Linked DNA regions of Rattus norvegicus: region 1 is linked to region 2. A link is a contact called in public Hi-C data. All regions are on one chromosome and are shown on one strand. Each heading gives the region's core, a stretch centred on a gene start, on an enhancer-like site or on the middle of the called end of the contact. The rest is flanking DNA. Distances are from core to core; before and after follow the strand shown.

Evidence for each region. A called contact is a pair of places that touch in the nucleus more often than the background predicts.
Region 1: a contact with region 2 is called in a Hi-C map of the A7r5 cell line, with 2.0 times the contacts expected there. The contact joins two enhancer-like sites. A contact is called at or near these places in 4 of 12 Hi-C or Micro-C datasets (the A7r5 cell line, kidney and liver).

The regions. Positions count from the first base shown.
Region 1 is chr2:168,683,250-168,687,868 of GRCr8, reverse strand. The region is part of intron 1 of Pdgfc (platelet derived growth factor C); the gene reads right to left. Among named protein-coding and RNA genes, the nearest start is that of Rnu7-62, 44 kb to the right of the region's middle. Within about 2 kb of position 3,083, at least 4 of the 93 cell types and tissues checked have an H3K27ac peak or open chromatin away from gene starts, as enhancers often do. A contact at or near this core is called in the A7r5 cell line, where this site is marked.
Region 2 is chr2:168,633,380-168,638,020 of GRCr8, reverse strand. All of the region lies in intron 1 of Pdgfc (platelet derived growth factor C), which reads right to left. Among named protein-coding and RNA genes, the nearest start is that of Rnu7-62, 6.1 kb to the left of the region's middle. Within about 2 kb of position 3,125, at least 16 of the 93 cell types and tissues checked have an H3K27ac peak or open chromatin away from gene starts, as enhancers often do. A contact at or near this core is called in the A7r5 cell line, where this site is marked.

The DNA.
Region 1 (4,619 bases), core at 1,834-4,333, 50 kb before region 2:
AGGAAGAGGAGGAGATTAGGAGAGAGGGGAGGATACAGGGCAGAGGAGAGGGTGAGAAGCCATGGCAGGTGATGTTAAGATTCTGCCTATGTATTTACAGATTGTAATTATTGTTCCTAAGGGATGGATGGTACCAGACTTTGTATGTTTAAGTGGGCAATTATATCTTATCAATTGGGTCAAAAAGTATTGTGCAGTTAATAAATAACAAATATGGCAGAAAAATTAGTACATACCAGAATTAAAGATCTCAAATGTCATAGGTCAGAGGCTTATAAGCAACATTTACTTAAATGTTTAATCACTTATTAAATAGTTTTGAGGAGTCAAACATGGCAGATATAACTTTCAATGATTTCTTAGGCAGATGGTTTTCAGTTAAACATTGGCTTTGTCTCAAGTTAAACACATATTTCATTTTTCCAACCCCTTATATGTATGAAAAATTTCAAATATTGCCATTAACAATAACATAGAAAAATTAGAGTATATAGAGCAAAAAAGAAAGAGAATAGGAAGGAAGGAAGGAAAGAAGAAAGGAAAGAGGAAAGGGAAAAGAAAGGAAGAAAGAAAGAAAAGTGAAAGAAAGACAGAAAGAGGGAAAAGGAAGAAGAGAAATAAAGATGGCAGATGTCAAGACTCACGAAGATCGCTCCAAAGGAGTGTAAGGAACACAGCATCTCTAACAATTCCTCTGGAAATTGTGAGGTCAGCATCTATATAGCTGCCTGCTATAGCCTACTTTCAGTCAATGGGGCATAGCATCAGAGACAATGGAGATTAAATTAGGCCAACGTTAGGTGTGCAGCACCAGTTTGTGTACTCCCTTGGCCAGTTCATGTCCCTGGCTTTTCATCTCTAGTATCACAGCAAAGACAAACATCCCAACTTAATTGATCAAGATGTTAGCCACTGGGAATTTGACTGAACCTCAGCCATGAACCTTAACTCTGGAGACAATTTTGAAATACAAATGTGACCATCATTCAGGTGTCCATTGAGACAGGATAAGATAGTCCACAGTACGAGTAGTAAAATCTTGGCCTCTCCACAAGGTTCTGCAAAGTTACAAATGCAGGGGAAGAACAAGCAAGTGGCACACTGATACTGGAGAAGCAGAAACAAAATTAAAAGCAAGGCTGGCATAGTACAGAAGGTAACAATCTTAGAACAATTTCATGTGATCAATAAACACTAAGAAAGAATTACCCCAAGCTAAGAGAAGGGAACAAGGAACTCACAGAAGGATGAGCCAAGATAAGAACAAACGTTCCCAAGGAAGAAACAGAAGGCAGAATCAAAGTCAAAACACAAGATCAATAGGAACAAAACAGTGTTTGGATTACATGATGTCACTGCTCCAAAGAAAAGCTATTTCTAGTCGTTACCTCATGAAGCATGAGATTATGAACATGAAGGTCCTCCAAGATTCTCCTTACAGAGACAATCACCCACAAATTAAAAGGGTTTTAATGACTTGAGTATATTCTTATGACCAGCATTACCTTCTTCCAAAATGTCCCTTGATTTTCTTCTCCCTGGAGCAAATTTCACCACCAGTAACACTGCTTTTGGGTACAGAGTTCTCCTTGAGGACTAAACATGTGCTAAACCTATGTCACATGTTCTGTCTAATGCACACAATACACTTTTGAACAGATGCTGTTATTCCTCCATTATCCAGATGAGAAAACCCATTCACAGAGAATTACATTCGATCACAGAGGCAGAATCGGTACACTGACCAACAAGGAAGGCCACTGACAAGAAAGACATTTTATGGCATTTTTATGTAGAAGACCTCAGTCATGGGCTAGAGAGATCGGGCATCTTCCCATGCCTTGGAAGCATGAGCACCTGAGTTCACATTCCCAGGACCCATGAAAAAAATCAGACTTGCTTGCATTCTTTTGCTATCCTAGCACTGGGGTGGTAGGCAAAAGAGGATTCCTGGGGCTTGTGGCCAGCCTGTCTATTTAAATGGATAGGCCCTAACTCAAAAAAAAAAAAAGAGGTAGGTGAAGAGACTGAAGAAGAAAACATCTGACATTGACCATTGACCTACGTATGGCCTCCACATAGATACACGCACACACACACACTCCTGCCCACCCCTTCAGTCACCTTTATGAACTGATAAGGATCTTTGCTGCCATGAGCTCCCTTCACTGTATACCTTCATTATGCTTTCACAAACAAAGGATTGTTGAAAAACAACTTTCCTCATGATGCGAGATTTCTTTTTTTTTTTTGTTTTGTTTCATTAACTTGAGTATTTCTTATTTACATTTCGAGTGTTATTCCCTTTCCCGGTTTACTGGCCAACATCCCCCTAACCCTTCTCCCTCCCCTTCTTTATGGGTGTTCCCCTCCCCATCCTCCCCCCATTGCCGCCCTCCCCCCAACAATCACGTTCACTGGGGATTCAGTCTTAGCAGGACCCAGGGCTTCCCCTTCCACTGGTGCTCTTACTAGGATATTCATTGCTACCTATGAGGTCAGAGTCCAGGGTCAGTCCATGTATAGTCTTTAGGTTTCTGATTGATACCTGACAGATGCTTGAACTCTATAACTGTTAAATTACTTTTTTATATTATATAGTGGGATGCGTGCCTTTTTTTAAAGTTATAAAACAGAGATGCTTTCCATACTGTTCATAGCATTTTTTATGTTTTGAAACAAAACAAACAAACAAATATTTTTGCCCAGTTCTAAAGAACAATAGGAAACCATATCCTGTTTCAAAATGGTACATTACACATCTTAGCAAATCTATGTGTATGTGGCCTCATCAAGTAGAAACAATCCAGAATACTAGAAGAATAGTCCATTTCTTTGATCAACTCAATTAACATCAGCAAAGACTAACATTGCAATAGCCTCATTTTCAATATTAGTTATTTAATATAACTTTTCTATGAAAACTTAATGAGTCAATTATTAAACTATGACAGGATAAAGAACCCTTACCATTGGATAAGTTATTTTCATAAAAATTTCTTCTTTGTTCTTCATTCCATGTCTGGCAGATGTGAATTATGAGTTAGGCAAACACTGTGCAAAGCATGACTCAAGGCACACTAGTCATAAAAATATTAACCCCCACATCCTCGAAAAGTAAAAGCAGGATGTGAAGCAAAGCAGAGCACACTACTTTATATTTTTATTTAACAAAATAAAAGTGACTTATATAATCTTCTGAGTTTTAGGTCACTCAGAAGAGAAGCTGAATTAAAATGGAATATGCTTATGGGATCTTGCCTTTGGGGACTCCTAACCTACTTTCAGCATGCCCCTAAGCTTCAGCTTTGCTTGTTTGTTCTGTTCTTGTAAATGATAGGAAAAAATGCCATCTCCAGCGTTTGTCATGTGAGGACAGACTCTGAGAATATACTCTGGTAGCAGGTCCTATCTGCTTCACAGCCATATGACTAGTGCCATTTGAATAATTAGTTTTTCCCAGCCTGTCCATTTACAAAGTTAGGTTCCCTCACTACAGGGATTTCCTCTTAAATATTTATGAAATAAATAAGTAGGAATGTGGGGTGCTGTTAATAATGTCTAGTCACTTAGTAAAATATATCCTTCCATCTCTAATACATAATTTTGAATACTATTATATTACTACATGATGTTGTAAAGAAAGAACTTCAGCAGTCTCCAGATCTAACTTATAATTAACAGAGGAGCATTGAATTGTTTAATGAAATAATTGTGTCAAAGTCATTAGGATTTGGCAAGGATAGGGTACCAAGGATGAATGCATTCCCAGTTGACTGTCAGAATCTTGGGCTGCCTGTCCCAGCCTGTTGCATTACTTTGTCTTTGACAAGTTTACTCCTGCCATGCCCCAATATTAATTAGAAACTTCAAATGGGGACTAATTGCCCGTATTGGAGAAATGCATAAGGCTTTAGTGGTATTCTGTCAGACTTCTACTGCCTTAACTGATTATACTTTCTGTATATAAAATGCAAAAGAAAACAAGTTAGCTTGATACTTCCAAAACCTTTTCCGAAATTCACCTGCCTCCTTCCTCTATTGCCTACTTCATTATACCTCCTAGAGTACAGCCAGAAGGAAGTACATACTGCTCACTAGAAGGAAAGCAGCCTAGCAGTCATACGCTTTCCTTTCTAACAGGGAAAACTTTAACAGCTAAGTATTTGGGGAAAAAGAAGTAAAATGATCATTAGATCCTCCTTCACATTCCTCACACAAAACACAGAGTTGATCTGGGACTGGAAGAACTCTGAAGGCTGAGGTAGGAGAAATTTCAAGGTTTTGGTATTTTATTTGCTGATATCAAGTACTTTTGAAGTATCTCTATTCTTGTGCTCAAGAAAAAAGCAAATGTTTTACTTAAAATACATTACAAAGCTCAATAAAAGTGCCATAAGGAATTATCAATTAATGACTATGTGACTCTATCCTATGATAGTTAATAGATCATTGTGATAGTAAACCTTTATTGAAAACTTGACTAGTTTTAGAATCACTATGGAAACAGACCTCTGATTATGTCAACGACAATGCTTCCAGAAAATCCTAAATGAAGAGAAATGGTTCAACCTGCAAGTGAATAGCTCTGTGAGCGGCCCAGAGTCCTGGAACTATGA
Region 2 (4,641 bases), core at 1,876-4,375:
ATGCTTGCTTTTAGGAGCCTGGTATACTTGTCTTCTGAGAGGCTCTGCCAAAACCTGACAAATACAGAGGTGGATGCTTGTAGCCAACCGTTGGACTGAGAACGGGGTCCCCAATGGAGGACTTAGAGAAAGGATTGAAGGAGCTGAAGGGATTTGCCACCCCATAGGAAGAACAACAGTATCAACCAACCAGAGCTCCCAGAGACTAAACTACCAAACAAATAGTACACATGAGCGACCCATGGCTCACCTGCATATATATCAGAGGATGGGCCTTCTTGGGCATCAATGGGAGGAAAGGCCCTTGGTCCTGTGAAAGCTTGATACCCCAGTGTAGGGTAGTGCCAGGGCAGGTAGGCTTGAGTGGATGGGTAGATGGAGGAGTATCCTCATAGAAGCAGGGGGAGAGGGAATGAGATAAGGGGTTTCCAGAGGGGAAACCAGGAAAGGGTATAACATATGAAATGTAAATAAATAAAATGTTCAATTTAAAAAAAAAAAAAGGAAAAAAAAAACAGTTTCAGACAGTCAGCCGAGTCACCATTGCCACTGCAATGTTGAAGGGGGCCAGAGTTTTCCTAGTCAGTAGGATCTAAAGAGGATCGAAGACCAAAGGGCAGAGGGCAGGCTGCGCGTCTGCTTATTCTCTACAGGAAGACACAGTAATGATCAGTGATGTCCCAAGTGATTACTCTCATTGAGGTAGAACTGCATTTACAGACAAAAACAAAATCACAAACAAGCAAAAACAACAACAACAAAAAAACAACACAGCCCTTATAGTGAGATTAGTATCATAAATGCAATTAATTTATAGTGCTCCTTTCAAATGGCAGTACGGTACCCTAGAGCTGTACTTTCACTATTCTTTATACCTGGAGAGCTCTCACTTGGTTTTCCAAAGGGAAGGTCACAAATATGTAAGTATAGATGTCCAGGGCAGAAAGCTTGAGCAGGCATCATTTGGATCGAGTAAAAGCAGTTTATTTCAGTAAGAGGTAGGTGCCAATATGCCTGGAGGATTTATCCTATCGAGGAAAGCAAATTAATTTATAGTTCTCTATTCCCTCAATCTATTTATCTGTATTGGCAGGCTGGAGAACTATAAATTAATTTGTCATGCTATAAGCAAGCTGTAAACACAGTGATTTCCCTACAGTTTATATACTCCCATACCCATTTGTCTATAATGGTATGTAACCAGATGGTATATTCCCAATGCTTCCAATAAGTGTCAGGAAAATACAGAAAGAGATGGGGGAGAGGGAAAGAAAAGAAGAAGAAAGGGAAATGAAAGAAAAAAAACAGGAAGGAAAAGAAAGGAAAATTAAAGAAAAGAGAAAGGAAGGAAGGGAGAGAGAGAGAGACAGAGAGAGTGAGAGAGAGAGAGAGAGAGAGAGAGAGAGAGAGAGAGAGAGGAAGGAAGGAAGGAAGGAAGGAAGGAAGGAAGGAAGGAAGGAAGGAAGGAAGGAAGGAAAGATCCCTTTATGTTGCCAAATGCTGGCAGCTATTTTCTTTCTCCCAAACCCTTAGATCTTAGGAAAACAGTATGTCTTGCTAAGTGCCAACAACAACACAGATAATTGTTGGTATGCTTCAGCTGTGTGGATGGGGCATGCACTCTCCTGCTTTGACTGTAGCCACACTAGACTCTGGGGATAAAAGTCAGTGCCAAGTTTAAAATATTAACACTAAGGGGCCACCTTCAGCAGTTCCAAGGCCTCGTTTCTAACCCCATATCCTGCATTTTAGATGCCGCCTCTTAGAATGAAATAAAATGTGGCTTGTATTTGCTCTTACCCAAGCCTCTGGGTTACAGTTAACAGTGAACACAGAAGTGTTTCTAATGTAATGTGGGCTCACTGAAGAAAAACATTTAGAAAAGAATAAATTAATTTTAGGAAGAAAATGACCAGTATCTTTACCACTTTCTACCCTGGTCCTTACCAATAAAATATATTTACAAAGCTGTAGCACACATCACTTTAGTGATATACATTTTTACACTTGTGGAAATACTTATGGAGACATGTAGAAATATATTTAAGATGCTAGTAAGAGCAGTGGGGGTTCTCCAGTGGGGAGGACGTCATTTGTACCTTCCTCTGAATCCCAGGAATAATGGCAACTGTATTATTCACAGCTTTTCTCATGGGAGGTTTACTACATTGGGGGCCAGACATCCAAACAAGGTTCAGTGATGACATGTGTACCAATACAAGAAAGATAGAAAGGACTGCAGTCCAGAGGGTACCAGGTCCAGCATCTCTCTGCTAATTCACCCAGACCTTCAGGGAGTGCTTCAAGAAGACTTCCACCTCCCCTCCCTCCCTACTTCCCTTCCTTCCTTCCTTCCTTCCTTCCTTCCTTCCTTCCTTCCTTCTTTCCTTTCTTCCTTCTCTCCCTCTTCTTCTCTTCCTCCCTTTCTCTCTTCCTCTCTTTTCCTCCCTCCCTCCTTTCTTTTTTCTAAGTTTAAATTAAGAAGAAGAACAACAACAATAGCAGCAGCAGCAACAACAACAGCAACAAAAAGATCAATATATTCTGTGGTTTCCTAGTAATGACGAAGTCTAGGGAGGTAGCTTAATTATTCTTTTAAATAATCAAATCACTCCAAGGTGAACACAGTAGAAACCTAAAGCACGTGGTTTGAATAATGAAGATAAGGCATTCAGGATATCCGGCCTGAGAGTTTGATTGACATGCAGAGTAATGAGAAATGTGATGTTCCTTCTCTAGAGCATTAATATCACTCGGGTTGGTCATTAAGCAGAAAACAGACACACACACACACACACACACACACACAGACTCATACTCATACAAATGTACACACAATTACACTCACATACTCACACACTCCTACTCTCTCAAACTCTCTCTTACACACACACACACACACACACACACACACACACACACACACACACACACAGTTTTCAAGGTGATGTTTCTTTATAACAAACTGGCCTGGCCTCAGGAAATTATTAATGAGGAGCAAAGAGGTTACAGAGCAGCTAAGCCCTCAAGAATGCCTATGCAAAGAGAACTGCCTATTCAGACAGAGTGGCTGAGGGCTGTGTGGGGAAGACAAGCACTTAGAAAGGAATTCCTCCCTAGGCAAGAATTTTTCTATACCGTGCAAAGCCAAAATCAAATGAGTCATAACAGTCCACATCTCCTAAGTGTGTGTTAGTGGGATGACATCTAATTCCTAAGGAAGTCAAGGGCACCATCAATTAAAGAGCCATCCAGTCCCTCTACCCCTTCCCCCAGCACCACGAAAGCAGGAGGACCATCTGAGATGACACAGGTTTGCTCCTGCCAGATGCTATTACAAACTGGATGACACAGGATTTGTAACTTTTGGCTTTATTTCCAGCACTGAAAAAAAAAAGACTCATGCCAGAAATTGGGGTGGCTATTCTCTTTGGACAAGCCCGGGCATGCTGCAAGGACACCAGCACTGGCCAAACCTTCTCTTCCTAGGCCTGCCTGCCACTAGAAAAGTTTGAACATCTTAACTGATGGTTTTGAAGGATCCAGAATAGAACTTTTAGTCACTCAGCCCGAGCAGAACAACAGTAAAGAAAAAGTCCTCTACCCCCTGTGAAACTGCAAATATGGGGCCCATTTTCTCAAAGTGAAGATGGCAGGAGACCCCCCTTGTCCCCAAATCAGGATGAATGTGACCCTTAACACTTTGAAAAGAGAAGGTAACAAGTGATAAGGCTCAAACCCTGGACAAATGCTGAGCTACCTATTTAACACGCAAAGAGACCCAGGAGCCAGATTCTCCCAGAATCCCTCCTTCACTCCCTGTTTTGGGAGAGGGCGGACATACCCTGCCCTCTAGCCTAAGCTCCCCAGCCTCAAAGGCTTTTCCCTATACAATCCAGTCATTCCTGTTACCTGCCCACTTTCTTTTACACTTTGGCCTTTGGACTGCTGCACATGGTTCCTTTCCCTTCGCCCATCTCCTTACAGGACTCAGGGTCAATGTCTACTCTGGATTGCCTCTGAGTGTGCTCCCATTTTGCTCTGTAATAAACATTCCCCTCCACCACACCTAGAAGCTGTCATGTCCTTTCCTTTGCCTTTCTCGTTTCCATTCGTCTACAGGAGTACTATAAACAGACGGGATTGCAATATCTCTCAGGTAGTACTGCTGCTTCCCACCTGATTTCACTGTGCAAAGCCTTACTTTATTCCCATTTGTGTTACCTTTTCCCTCTCTGCAATTTATTGTCTTTAGTCATAACAGCCCATGAAGCCCAGTGTCTTAGCTACTTCACTGGGCTTCTACATCCTTCCGAAAGACTATCAGTCTTTAAAATTTAAAATATTAATAAAATCTCTATGTCTTTTTTTTCCCACCTGTCACTTTCGGCTTAATTTACACACCTCAGCTCGAAAAGCCTGTCTACCAAGCTGTTGTTCCCTTCCTATGGCACAATAGGTAGTCACATACTATGAAAAAAAAAGGGATATTCATGTTGTAAATGTAAAAATTTCTAAAGTGTGAATTGCTAAGCAGTTATATTTATGTAATATAAAAACCAAATTTTGGCAGTACTTATCAGATGTATCAGAACAAAATTCTAAATTTATAAGAAATCAGGATCGGTAGATTTAAATGTT